Regions from separate parts of the Mus musculus genome. Here regions 2 and 3 are each linked to region 1. The links are chromatin contacts, called in public HiChIP or PLAC-seq and promoter capture Hi-C maps. All regions are on one chromosome and are shown on one strand. The core of a region is the stretch at or near the end of the contact, and the rest is flanking DNA. Distances in the headings are between cores, read along the strand shown. Region 1 holds the start of Kpna4 (karyopherin (importin) alpha 4). Region 2 overlaps Ift80 (intraflagellar transport 80). Region 3 overlaps Ift80 (intraflagellar transport 80).

Region 1 (3,534 bases), core at 716-3,215:
AACCTGAGTTGGTTCCCCAGCAAAGCCAGTGCAGGTGTGTATGCCTGAGATCCCAGCACTGGGAGGAGGTGGTAAGCAGACAAGGCAGCAAGCACATCTTCGATGGTGAGCTTTTGATTCAGTGAGAAACCTTGTCTCGGGCCATAAGGTGGAGCGCAATAACAATGTAGGATATCTTGTTTTGTCCTCATTTGCACAAAGATGTGTATACCTGAATATGCCGACATGCCACACACACATAATGAACTTCATCTGAATTTTAAGTTCTGAATTCAACTTACATTCAAGTTAACCCTCAGTGTGAATTACTTCCAAAATGCTTGTTCGCCAAGCCCAGCAGAAAGTATACAAAATACCAAAGACTTATTTGGAAGGCATTACTTTGTATCTAAAGGGTTGTTCCCACCATTCCATTATAAGTTATCTTCAAGAGGCTCCTATCCTGCAGTTCTCTTTATCCCCCATTCCCAAAAGAACTCAATCCTTTATCTTGTTGAACCCATTGTCTTTGTATTATACCTTACAAAAGCATCCTCCTTTGACTTTATATAAGGGGTTTATAAAATATTCGCATCCTAAACATTCATTTCTGCATGTGGTTCTGCCCAAACAAAATATACCAGAAAGAACCAGAAGCCAAATGTTCCCAAAGGGTTTTGTAATAGAGTTTTTTGCCAAGTTCAGACACATTTAGCTTTCCTCTTCCTTCTGACTCTGAACTGCCACTGCTTCACAAAAACCACACAATTTGGGGAACTAATAATTGATAAATGAACACACACATTTGTTTGTTTTTAGACAGGGTATTATGATGTAGCTCAGCTGGCCTCAAACTCATCTCCACCTGCCTTTGCTAGATTTAACGTGTGGATCACTATGCTCAGCTTAAATATAGTTTTGAAAACATGTCCTCACTCTCTTTTCTGAGCCTAGGGCCTCCAGCATAATTAGCTTCTTCCAATGAGTTGTATTTCTATTATTATTATTATTATTATTATTATTATTATTATTAATTTATCTTGAGATGAACCCGCAAGAGAAGAGGGGAAGTGTCACTAAACTGCTCGAAGTGGCTTTGGACTCTTGCTCTGGCTGGCCTTGCTCTTGGGCTACTTTAACAGCTCCTCCTCTTGCCCAGTAGCTACGATTACAAACCGAGTCACCGGCCCGGAGCGATTCTGAAAAATTTGAGAGGCTCTTTTGTACCTGTTTTACATCCGCCTTTGGTTACAATGTTCCTGGTTAAGAGGTTTCTTTGGGATTAACTTCCTTTATCAAGAGTCACAATGTTGCATTTGCTATGTCATGGCTCATAGTCGTCATTCTCTATAAATTAATACTTTGTGATCAAGCAGTTTAATTTCCCAAGAGAAACTGCTCAAAATGGGGGTATTAGGGAAGGACCAATTTTTCTCAAGTTTCTACCTGTTGCGAACCTTCTACCTTCCTTTTCCTACCGGGTCCCTCTAGCTTTCCCTTCAGTTTTCAGAATGCACATCACCGTAGTCAGTCCTAGCCACGATGCCGGGTCCTAGGTTGGTTCGCAGTTCCCAGAACAGGACTCAGGGTTTAGGACTTCACATGTAGCTTAGACACACCTCTTTGCCTTCCAAAGTGAATGAAGCGCTCAAGTAACACCGGGGGAGAAAAGAACGAAGTTCAGAACCCCAACATCTAAAGCCACCCCGGGAATCATCCCACCATAACCAGGACCACTACACCCTGCCCATCCCCGCCCGCTCCCGGATCTGCTGCTCTTCGGCTGCCTCGGGTTTCTCCCTCCGCGCGTGACCCCTCCCCTCCCAAGCTCCTGCGCCCCGTCCCTTTCCTGCCCCAGACTCTCCCTTCCCCTTTCCTTTCGCTCTTCCGTCCCCCGCTCTCCATCGTCCCTTTTGATTGGCTAAGCACTCCGGAGCCCGGCCGGCCAATCGGCGGACCGGGTTGGCGGCGATGGGCGTGGCCGTAAAGCCGGGCCCTCAGATCGAGGCTGCCTCCCCCTCTCAGCCGGCAGCACATTCCGCCGCCGTTGCCGCCGCCGCCGCTGGCCCCGCAGTCGTCTTCGCCAGAGCTGCTGTGGTACCCGAGCTCAGGGCAGGAGAGGCCAGCCAGGAAGCGGAGGCCCGGCGGGCGAGAGGAAGCGAGCGGACGGGCGGGCGACGCAGGCGGCGGCCGGCTTCCTGGGAGCGTCTGTGCGGCGCGGTGGTTGGGGCGGATCCCGCGGGGCCCGGGCGGGTGGGGAGAGTCGCCGGCCCGGCCATGGCGGACAACGAGAAATTGGACAACCAACGGCTCAAGAATTTTAAGAACAAAGGCCGTGACTTGGAGGTACAGTGGGGTCCGCGGCCTCCGGCCCCCGGCGGGACGCGGGGTGCGTACGGAGTCGGGCGGGCGCGGCGGCCGGCATGGCGCTGGGCGGGCGGGCGAGCGGCCGTGACGCGGGCGCCGCGCCGGGAAGTTTGTGCCGGGCCTGCTCCGCCTCCGCCGGCGACAGCGCCGGGGCCCGCCGGGTGCGGCCTAGGCCTGTCCTGTCGAGCCGGCCAGACACGGGTGAGGGCGGCGGGCATATCAGCCGCGGCGGAGGCCCCGCAGCGGCGGAAGCTCAGGCTCTGCTCGAGCCCCCGACGCCAAGCGTCGCGGGTGGAGGGCGATGGGGGAGCGAGCGGCGACCTCGGAACTTCTCCGGGCCCGAGACGCCTCCACATGCAGGTTTTCCTAATCGCCCCGACTCTGGTTTTACTTCAATGTCCAAACTACAGGAGTCAACTTCTCCGCTGGAGAAAAAGAAAGAAAGAAAGAAAGAAAGAAAGAAAAAAAAGCCACCCCCGCCGCGAGAGGCGGTCCTGGTGATGCTAAGCAGTGCCTTCCAGCGGCCTGGGTTTCAGTTTGGTCCTAGCTGATTCAAAGATGTGGCTCACGATGTGTCCCTTTCCAGTCAAAAGATCACCTGCCTCCACCGCCTTATTTGAGCTTGTCCACAGATCTTTTTACTCCTCTCTGAGAAGAGACCACCAGTTTGCATTCTTACATAGAAAAGTCCAAAGGGTTATACAAAGCTGTCATCCCCTAGTCTTCTCGGTATCCTTTCTCTCCACCTCCTGGTGGTGGTGGCAGTGAGGAATCCGGTAGGCTATGGACTGACACCATCACGTATTATTTTAAAGGGGGGAAGAAGGCTTCGTTGTCATAGACACAGTTGCTTCCAAGGTTCGATGTATTAAGCACACAGTTTCTTTCCATTGTGACTTTTTTTTTTAATATAGGGAATTTAAAAAAAAAGTCAAGCTTTTAGCTTCTTATCCCCTTTTATGTTCTGGTAACTTCTTCAGACTGCTGTGGTCGGTTCCTGAATTTGAGCATTTTCGGGATAGAGATGGCAACTTTTGTTGACTTTTCCCAATGCCAGTCAGTCTTTTAATGTAGTTTATCCTCTTTTAGCTTATTGCAGTCGTTAGAAGAACTGTATGTCCCAGGGTGTGTGTTGCTATTTAGAGATTGTTTGAAAGTTAAGGATGCTTATCTTTGTGATCATTTTTT
Region 2 (3,534 bases), core at 705-3,204, 170 kb after region 1:
TTTTTTAAACCAACCTCCTAACTTCCCAAATATTGGTCTATTTCAGAATAAAATAATTTGTGGATACAAAGATGTTTTCCCCTTTCTGCAGAACTGGGACCATAAATAATTAGGCAAAGGCTCCCCCTACTGAGGTCTATCCCCTGCTCCAACACTGACGTTTACTGTCACTGTAGTTACAGGGACTTTAGTTGAAATAAATTATTAAAGAAAGCCAATAGAAATCCCATTTGGCAGAAAGAAATTATAGAAAATACCAACCCTCACCAGATTTTACTACAAAATTTAAAGCACTTAAGATGGCAGATGTAACGTTTCACCCAGGTTCTGAAATGCTTTCTGAGGCCTGAGAGTTTCCAGGATTATTGCTTTGTCTTCCTTGTGTGATGGTAACGTCTGGTTGCTAATTCTATATGGTGATGATTCCGAGTCTTCACTTGATATCTTATTGGAGGACAGACTTTTGTAGTAATGTGGAGATGATAAAAGCCTTTACAACTTTGATTCTATAGGTTTGGGATAGTTATGGCCGCGTGCTGTACGGCTCCCAGCCTCATGAGCACCCCATCACCTCAGTGGCCTGGGCTCCAGATGGGGAGTTATTTGCCGTTGGATCGTTTCATACGTTACGCTTGTGTGATAAAACTGGGGTAAGTTTCAGTCACAGGTATACTGTCGCACATGGTGATGTACAACACAGTGCTCACTCACTCACCTAGCGAGCACTTTGAAATGTTCTCATTGAAAACATTTGATACAACCTCTCTGATTTATCAGTTCCTAATTTGTGAGATGAAGCGGTGTGTAACTGAAGAGTTGACATATTCTCTGTTATTTATCTTTTTGGAAATATTTGTCTTGAGCATGAGTCTGAAGGATCGTAAAACAGTTTAGCTATTCCAATTTATGCCCACTTAGTATAGAACACAGAAATTTAAATGGTATTTTTGGTATCAATATGTTTCATATAAAATTGTAGTCACATATTTGTAAGGAATTAATAGTAAATTTAAAAGTTAATTTTAGTGCCAGTGTTTAAATGTAAAAGTTAATTTTAGTGCTAGTATTTGGAAAGCAGAGGCAGACAGATCTCTCTGAGTTCAAGGCCAGCTAGTGTACATAGCAAGTTCCAGCCAGGAACAGTGAGGCCCTGTTTCAAAAAAATAAGCCAGCAAACTGTTCTCCAGAAATCCCCAAAGCATATGTATTTCCTTCTTAAGGACTGGTGTTTGCGAGCTGAGGTGGTTGGTTGTTAAGCGCCTGCTGCCTGAGCCCGAGGACCTAAGCTTAGGTCTTCACACACCTGTAAAAGCCAAGCACAGCGACACTGTGCTCAGTACTGCTGGCTGGGTTCCTCGTGGCTCAAAGGCGTGTGCTTTAGCTGACTCGATAAGCTCCAGGTTCAGAGAGATCTCAATGTCAGCTTCTGTCTTCCAAATACATACACACACCCGTGTGCACACCTACGTGCACACGTGCACATACTCACACAGATGCCATATGTGTATATAGCATGCATGCATACACACACACACACACACACACACACACACACACAGACAGCACGCACACAAGCGAGCACACGAGTATTCGTGTTTGGATGCAAGTACATCCTGTGTTTAGAGCAGAATTCTATTCTGGCAGATGCCAAGCTCAGTAACTTTTACCCATTGTTCTCAAAGAGTGAATTTTTTATTAAAGTGCTCCAAAAACAGAGCATGATAATGGCTGAAAGAGTTTGAGTTGTTATGTTAACTTTCTGTCACTGTAACAGAATGGATGAGGAAGTCAGCTCATAGAATAACAGATTTATTTTGACTCTTGGAGGTTCCAGTCCAGGACCATTTGTTTCCATGCCTTTGGGCATGTGGGAAGCAGCATTAGGCAGCTGTGTGTGGCAGAGGAAGTCAGGAAGTGAGGGAGGAAGAGCACAGGCAGGCCCCATAATCCCTCTCTAGGGATGTCCAAGTGCTGAGTGCAGAAAGACTTCCTCTTCATTGCCCTACCTTCTATAGCTTCTACTGTCTCCTAAAGGCGTTGTCCTGAAGACGGCTCGATCCATTAACAGGCTTCTGGGGACCCTGAAGGTCTGGTCTGTAGCAATGGGGTGCTTGGGGACTGTTCTTAACCCTCATGGTTAAAATTGGCTCACAGTTGTTCTCTGGCTCCCCTTCTTTGAGTGCAAAGTTGATTAGTTAGAATTTTAGAACTTTATAAATGGCCTATAACTCTTGTGCTTACTTGTTTTCTATCACAAAAAAATTCAACTTTGTATGTGGCAGTAGAAGCTTTGAGATCTGCTGCTGTGACAAACATTCAGTCCCTCCCACAGCTCCTAAAGAGGCTGTGCATCTGGCTGAGTGCTGGTCCCTCAGCCCTGAGCTGGTCACATCCTCACTCCTATTTCCTTTCTCTTATTACCTTTTTCCTCCCTCCTTCCTTTTTCCCAGCCCCCTCCCTTCTGCCCTTTCTTTTGGTAAGAGAGCGTCTTTCTGTGCAGCCCAGACTATTTGAATGTTATCCTCCTCCTGCCTCCCAAGCACTGAGGTTCCAGCTGTCTCCACCATGCCCAGCTTCATCTTTATCCTGGCCTGGAACATTCTCGTTTCCATCTTATGCTTAGTGAATGATACGCGTTCTTTACGGCCTGCTTCTCAATTGACAGTCATTTTTACCATGGCATGGTGTTTAAATCTGTTTCTACTTCTCACTTTGTTTTGCTGCTATACCATCAGGATGTTAGAACATCTAATCCCTTAAAAAATCCCTTAAAAACCTTTTTTTTTTTTACTTTGTTTTCACATGTAAGGATCTTTACCTCACGTGTCTATCAGTGATTGTGTCTATGGAATATATACGCTCATTTTTGTAATATATTATGCTTTTATATTTTTTATTTTAGTTTTATATATATTACTTTTGACTCTCTAGTTGATAGGACCCCATAGCTTAAGGATTATCTATACTTAAGTACAGTCACTATAATTTATTAAGTCAGCTTGTATATAATCATTTTAATATGTCATTTGATTAAAATTTTAAAAAATTGATTTATGCAAATAACCAAATTCCACATTTACCTCATTTGTTACTATATCCTTTTTTAGGCTTAATAATTCTGGAAAAGTAAACTGAATTGATTGAATATGCTATAATTCCTTAGAGATTTGAGACTAACATTTTAAATATATATTCTTTTATCTGATAGTCATCTTATTATATACACTATTTATCAGACAGACGTTCCAGAAACTAGGCTTTAGATATTAAAACATATAAAGACTTGCATTCAAGTTGCCAGTAGTCTAGTAGAGAATCAGATTATAAGACTTACATAGAACAGTCACTAAGTGGTACGTAGGTTTGTTAAGCTCTGTGAAGATGTGGAGAAGGCTAATTCTCCCTGCGGGACATTGATTGGGAAACTGAGGCTTGGTGAATAAGTAGTTCTCCAAGGAGACAAGGTTTTCAGGCAAGAGGAACTTCTCGTGTCTCCAAATGTGAAAGAGTACAGCAGTTTTTGTGCAGTCAGTA
Region 3 (3,534 bases), core at 593-3,092, 150 kb after region 1:
CTTTCTTTCAATGGTGGAGCTAGAGATCCAATTCAAGGCCTTGTAACTTCTAGGCAAGAGCTACCACCAAGCTACCTGTAGCTGTTGGCCCTATAGATTTTCTCCTAGCCTGTCTGCAGAATTCAGAAGAGGGTGTCAGATCACTTGGAACTGGAGTTACAAATAGTTAAGGGTGCTGGGAGCTGAACCCAGGTCCTCTGCAAGAGAAGCAACTGCTCTTAACCACTGAGCCACTCCAGTCCCTCCTTGGTTATTTTCTTGGCCACTGCTCTTGAATTTCAGACTTCCTGAGGCTGAAGTAGAAACCTGGAGTAAGTTGTTTAATATTAACAGTACTCATCAGAGGGTGCTGATATAGTGCTACATATTAGTTCTGTGCTGTACTTTATATGTTAAGGATCTAGAAAACTACTGCTTAGTTTACAAACAAATGTTTGTAAATAGTAACGATGTCATTTATTAGCATTCTAAATAGCAATAATTTCTTTGATATAAGAGTTACTTTGAGGGGCTGGAGAGATGGCTCAGCGGGTAAGAGCACTGACTGGTCTTCCAGAGGTCCTGAGTTCAAATCCCAGCAACCACATGGTGGCTCACAGCCATCCGTAATGAGATCTGATGCCCTCTTCTGGTGTGTCTGAAGACAACTACAGTGTATAATAAATAAGCAAATCTTTAAAAAAAAGAGTTACTTTGAGAGGGAGGCAGTGGCAGCACTCTGTAGTCAGAGGCAGAGATCACTGAGTTTGGGGCCAGCCTGCTCTACAGAGCAAGTTTTGGGACAGCCAGAGCTACATAGAGAAACCCTGTTGGGGATGGTAGGGACTTTGAAAGTGCTAATCACTTTTGCCTTGCTTAATTTTATTCTCACACAAGGTTTATATTAATTATGAAATTGATAAATAATATTAAGTTACTTTTTCCTAATTTAGTAACCCTGTTATTATTTCAATGAAACAATCTGTTTTTAAAGGTAATACTACAGAACTATGCATTTAATTCCTGAAGTTTTAATTACTTGTGTACTTTTTTTAACAAGGCAAACTTTTGATGCTTCATCTGTGGAAAAATCATTAGAGGAGTTAACTTGTCATAATGACCTATTTCAGAAGGAACAGATCCTGATGACTTGTAAAGTGAGTTAGAGACTGCAGATTTTAAGGGCTGGGTGCTAATGTCTCAAATCAGAAAGTCAGGCAACTTAGCTTCCTTTGCAGAGTTTAGAAATTGGATATAAAAACATACCAAACCCAAGTTACTCTAAAACTTGGAATTCTATGAACAATGTTGAAAATATCCTTGTTATTTTGTCTATACCTTTATGTCAATTATACTTTTTTTAAAAAGTTTATTCTCTGGCATGCATGCATACACACACACACACACACACACACGAGCATGTGTGTGTGTGTGTGTGTGTGTGTATTCATTCATCCATTTATTTATTGTGTATGCATGTGGGTGGATGCATGCCATGGCACACCTGTGGAGGTCAGAGTGTAACAGGCCTCCAGACCTTAGTATACTGATACCACATTGGAAGCACCTTTCAGGCCTAGAAACCCAGTATATAGGTTGCAGCACCTGCCAAAACAGGAGCAAAGGCTAAGTTAACGAGTCCAGGAAAGTCCCCAAGTAAGAAGTCTCCAATGTATTAGCCCTGCCTTTTGGCTTCTGTAGTTCCATTTCCTGCTAGCTGAGTTGGAACAGTCAGGATGTGGGTGTTGTGCATGAAAGACAGAGCTTGGGGCTGCATATTTGGGCAAGCTTGCCCGTATAGTAACGATTGTCACTTTGGCTTTAAGAGAGCCCCTACGGCAGTGTCTGGTGCGCTTGCTCACATCACAAGTGCAGCTTGCAGAAGTAGGTTCTTCCCCTTGGCCGTGTGGGGCCTGGGCCACACTGAGCTCATCAGGCTTGGCAGCTCGTGCCTTCCCCCTCCCTGCCGAGGCACGCTGCTCTTTACGTTTATTTGTTCATGAGGAAACATTAGTTTCTGAATTCCTTTTTTTTTTTGATACAGGCTCCCTCTACCCCTGGTTGTCCTTGAACTCCCATAGATTCTGACTCTGACTCTGGAATCTAGGGATTAAAAACTGCATGCCAATAGCCAGTCCTGTATTCATTTGTTGACTGTTAGGGTTTTTTATATAAAACATTTATATTTACAACTATTAGCTTTCTACATAGAAAGTGATAGTCATAACTCTCATTTTAATATTAAAGATGAATCTCAACTGGCCTGGGATGCAGTTTAATTTAGCTTAGGAATGCTTCTTCCTGATGCCTACGAGTAGTTTTCCACATTTGAGAAAAGTATGTAAGTGGTGAATAATTGTAAGTAAGCCCTACCCACGATACACTGTACATTCTGATTGTGGATTAAGATTAGATTAAAATATTCAAGTAAATATGTGAGTACAGAAATAGAAGAATACAAGATGGAACTGTTTTGATGAAGCTGGTGAAGAATAAACAAATCAACATGAATGACTATGATGCAAAGCAGGATGCGCATTACTGTGAAGCTGTGCAGAGGTTGGGAGAAAGTACTGATTGGGAAGGCAAACAACAGTGTAGCATCTTTTTACTGGGTTTTTGAAAGGTGAAGGAATTAGGTATGGAAATAGCCATATTTGTATGATAGTAGATTTGGTATTGGAGGAAGTTAATTTTATCCGAGGCAGGAGAGAGGAGGAAGCAAGAAGTCAGGCACGTAGAGCAGACATTTTGGCAGATTCCAGGTGTGTGGGCAACAGTACTGACAAATGCCATGACGTTGACAGTGCACGATGCAGAATGGATGGGTTCAAGTTTATTCTGTAGTTTCACAAAACCTTAAAACAGAATTGAGCTGACCAAGGTGGTACAAGACTGGAATCTTAGCATTTGGGGTGGGTGCAGAAGAAGCAGGAAGAACAGAAGTTCAAGTCATCTTTTGCTACATAGCCCATTTGTGGATAGCCTGGCCTACAGGAAACTCTAGTCTTTCAAAAACAAACAAAACAACTAAACTGTTAGAGGGAGCTCACCAGAGAGGACTGCACAGACCCAGGCTATAGAGTCTATAGCCAATGAAAGTCTTTATTCTGTAAGGCTAAAGTTAACCTATAAGCCCTGCTTGCCCAAGGACAGATAGCTTCCTGAAATACTGGGTGGGTGTGTGGGTGGGGGAGGTTTCTGTATGATAACTAACACGCTGTCCCAATTGTACAGGATGAGTCTGACCACACGAGGTGGGAAAATATGTAAGCAGGAAGTATGTCAGTGTCCATTCTGTCCCCAGTTGGGTGAAGGTGAAAGTGCAAAGGGCCACAATTCCCCAAAGACTGACCCTGGACTCAAATAGTATGTAAAGGCAGAAGTCCATGCTGCGTCTCCCCGTTACCAAGACAGACGACAGCTGAGTGGGCTCGCAGGCTCTCGTTAAAGCCCATTGGAATTCTGATATAGATGAGCTTCATCTTCCTCTGTCTCTCGGCCTCGCAGAACCATTATCAGGGCGCAGAGGCTGGAAACTGTGCTAAGGAAACT

Evidence for each region. Promoter capture Hi-C pulls out the DNA fragments that hold promoters and counts their contacts. HiChIP or PLAC-seq counts read pairs in DNA pulled down with a chosen protein or histone mark.
Region 2: a contact with region 1 is called in a promoter capture Hi-C map of pre-B cells. The contact joins the enhancer-like site here to the promoter of Kpna4 in region 1. A contact is called at or near these places in 1 of 39 promoter capture datasets (pre-B cells), 3 of 115 datasets of contacts at active chromatin or transcription factors (the SCID.adh cell line, double positive thymocytes and memory CD8 T cells) and 3 of 9 other capture datasets (adipose tissue, liver and pancreatic islet).
Region 3: an H3K27ac HiChIP or PLAC-seq map of thymic regulatory T cells shows a contact between it and region 1, with 2.4 times the contacts expected there. The contact joins the enhancer-like site here to the promoter of Kpna4 in region 1. A contact is called at or near these places in 1 of 39 promoter capture datasets (pre-B cells), 5 of 115 datasets of contacts at active chromatin or transcription factors (the SCID.adh cell line, double positive thymocytes, embryonic stem cells and 2 more) and 3 of 9 other capture datasets (adipose tissue, liver and pancreatic islet).

Annotation. Positions count from the first base shown.
Region 1 is chr3:69,125,523-69,129,056 of GRCm38.p6, reverse strand. Kpna4 (karyopherin (importin) alpha 4) reads left to right here and starts at 1,965. Exons shown (of 17, transcript NM_008467.4): 1 at 1,965-2,325. The coding sequence starts at 2,257.
Region 2 is chr3:68,959,296-68,962,829 of GRCm38.p6, reverse strand. Ift80 (intraflagellar transport 80) reads left to right here. Exons shown (of 20, transcript NM_026641.2): 8 at 513-650. Among named protein-coding and RNA genes, the nearest start is that of Ift80, 44 kb to the left of the region's middle. Within about 2 kb of position 1,954, at least 3 of the 459 cell types and tissues checked have an H3K27ac peak or open chromatin away from gene starts, as enhancers often do. A contact at or near this core is called in pre-B cells, where this site is marked.
Region 3 is chr3:68,979,394-68,982,927 of GRCm38.p6, reverse strand. All of the region lies in intron 5 of Ift80 (intraflagellar transport 80), which reads left to right. Among named protein-coding and RNA genes, the nearest start is that of Ift80, 23 kb to the left of the region's middle. Within about 2 kb of position 1,842, at least 84 of the 459 cell types and tissues checked have an H3K27ac peak or open chromatin away from gene starts, as enhancers often do. A contact at or near this core is called in the SCID.adh cell line, adipose tissue, double positive thymocytes and 2 more, where this site is marked.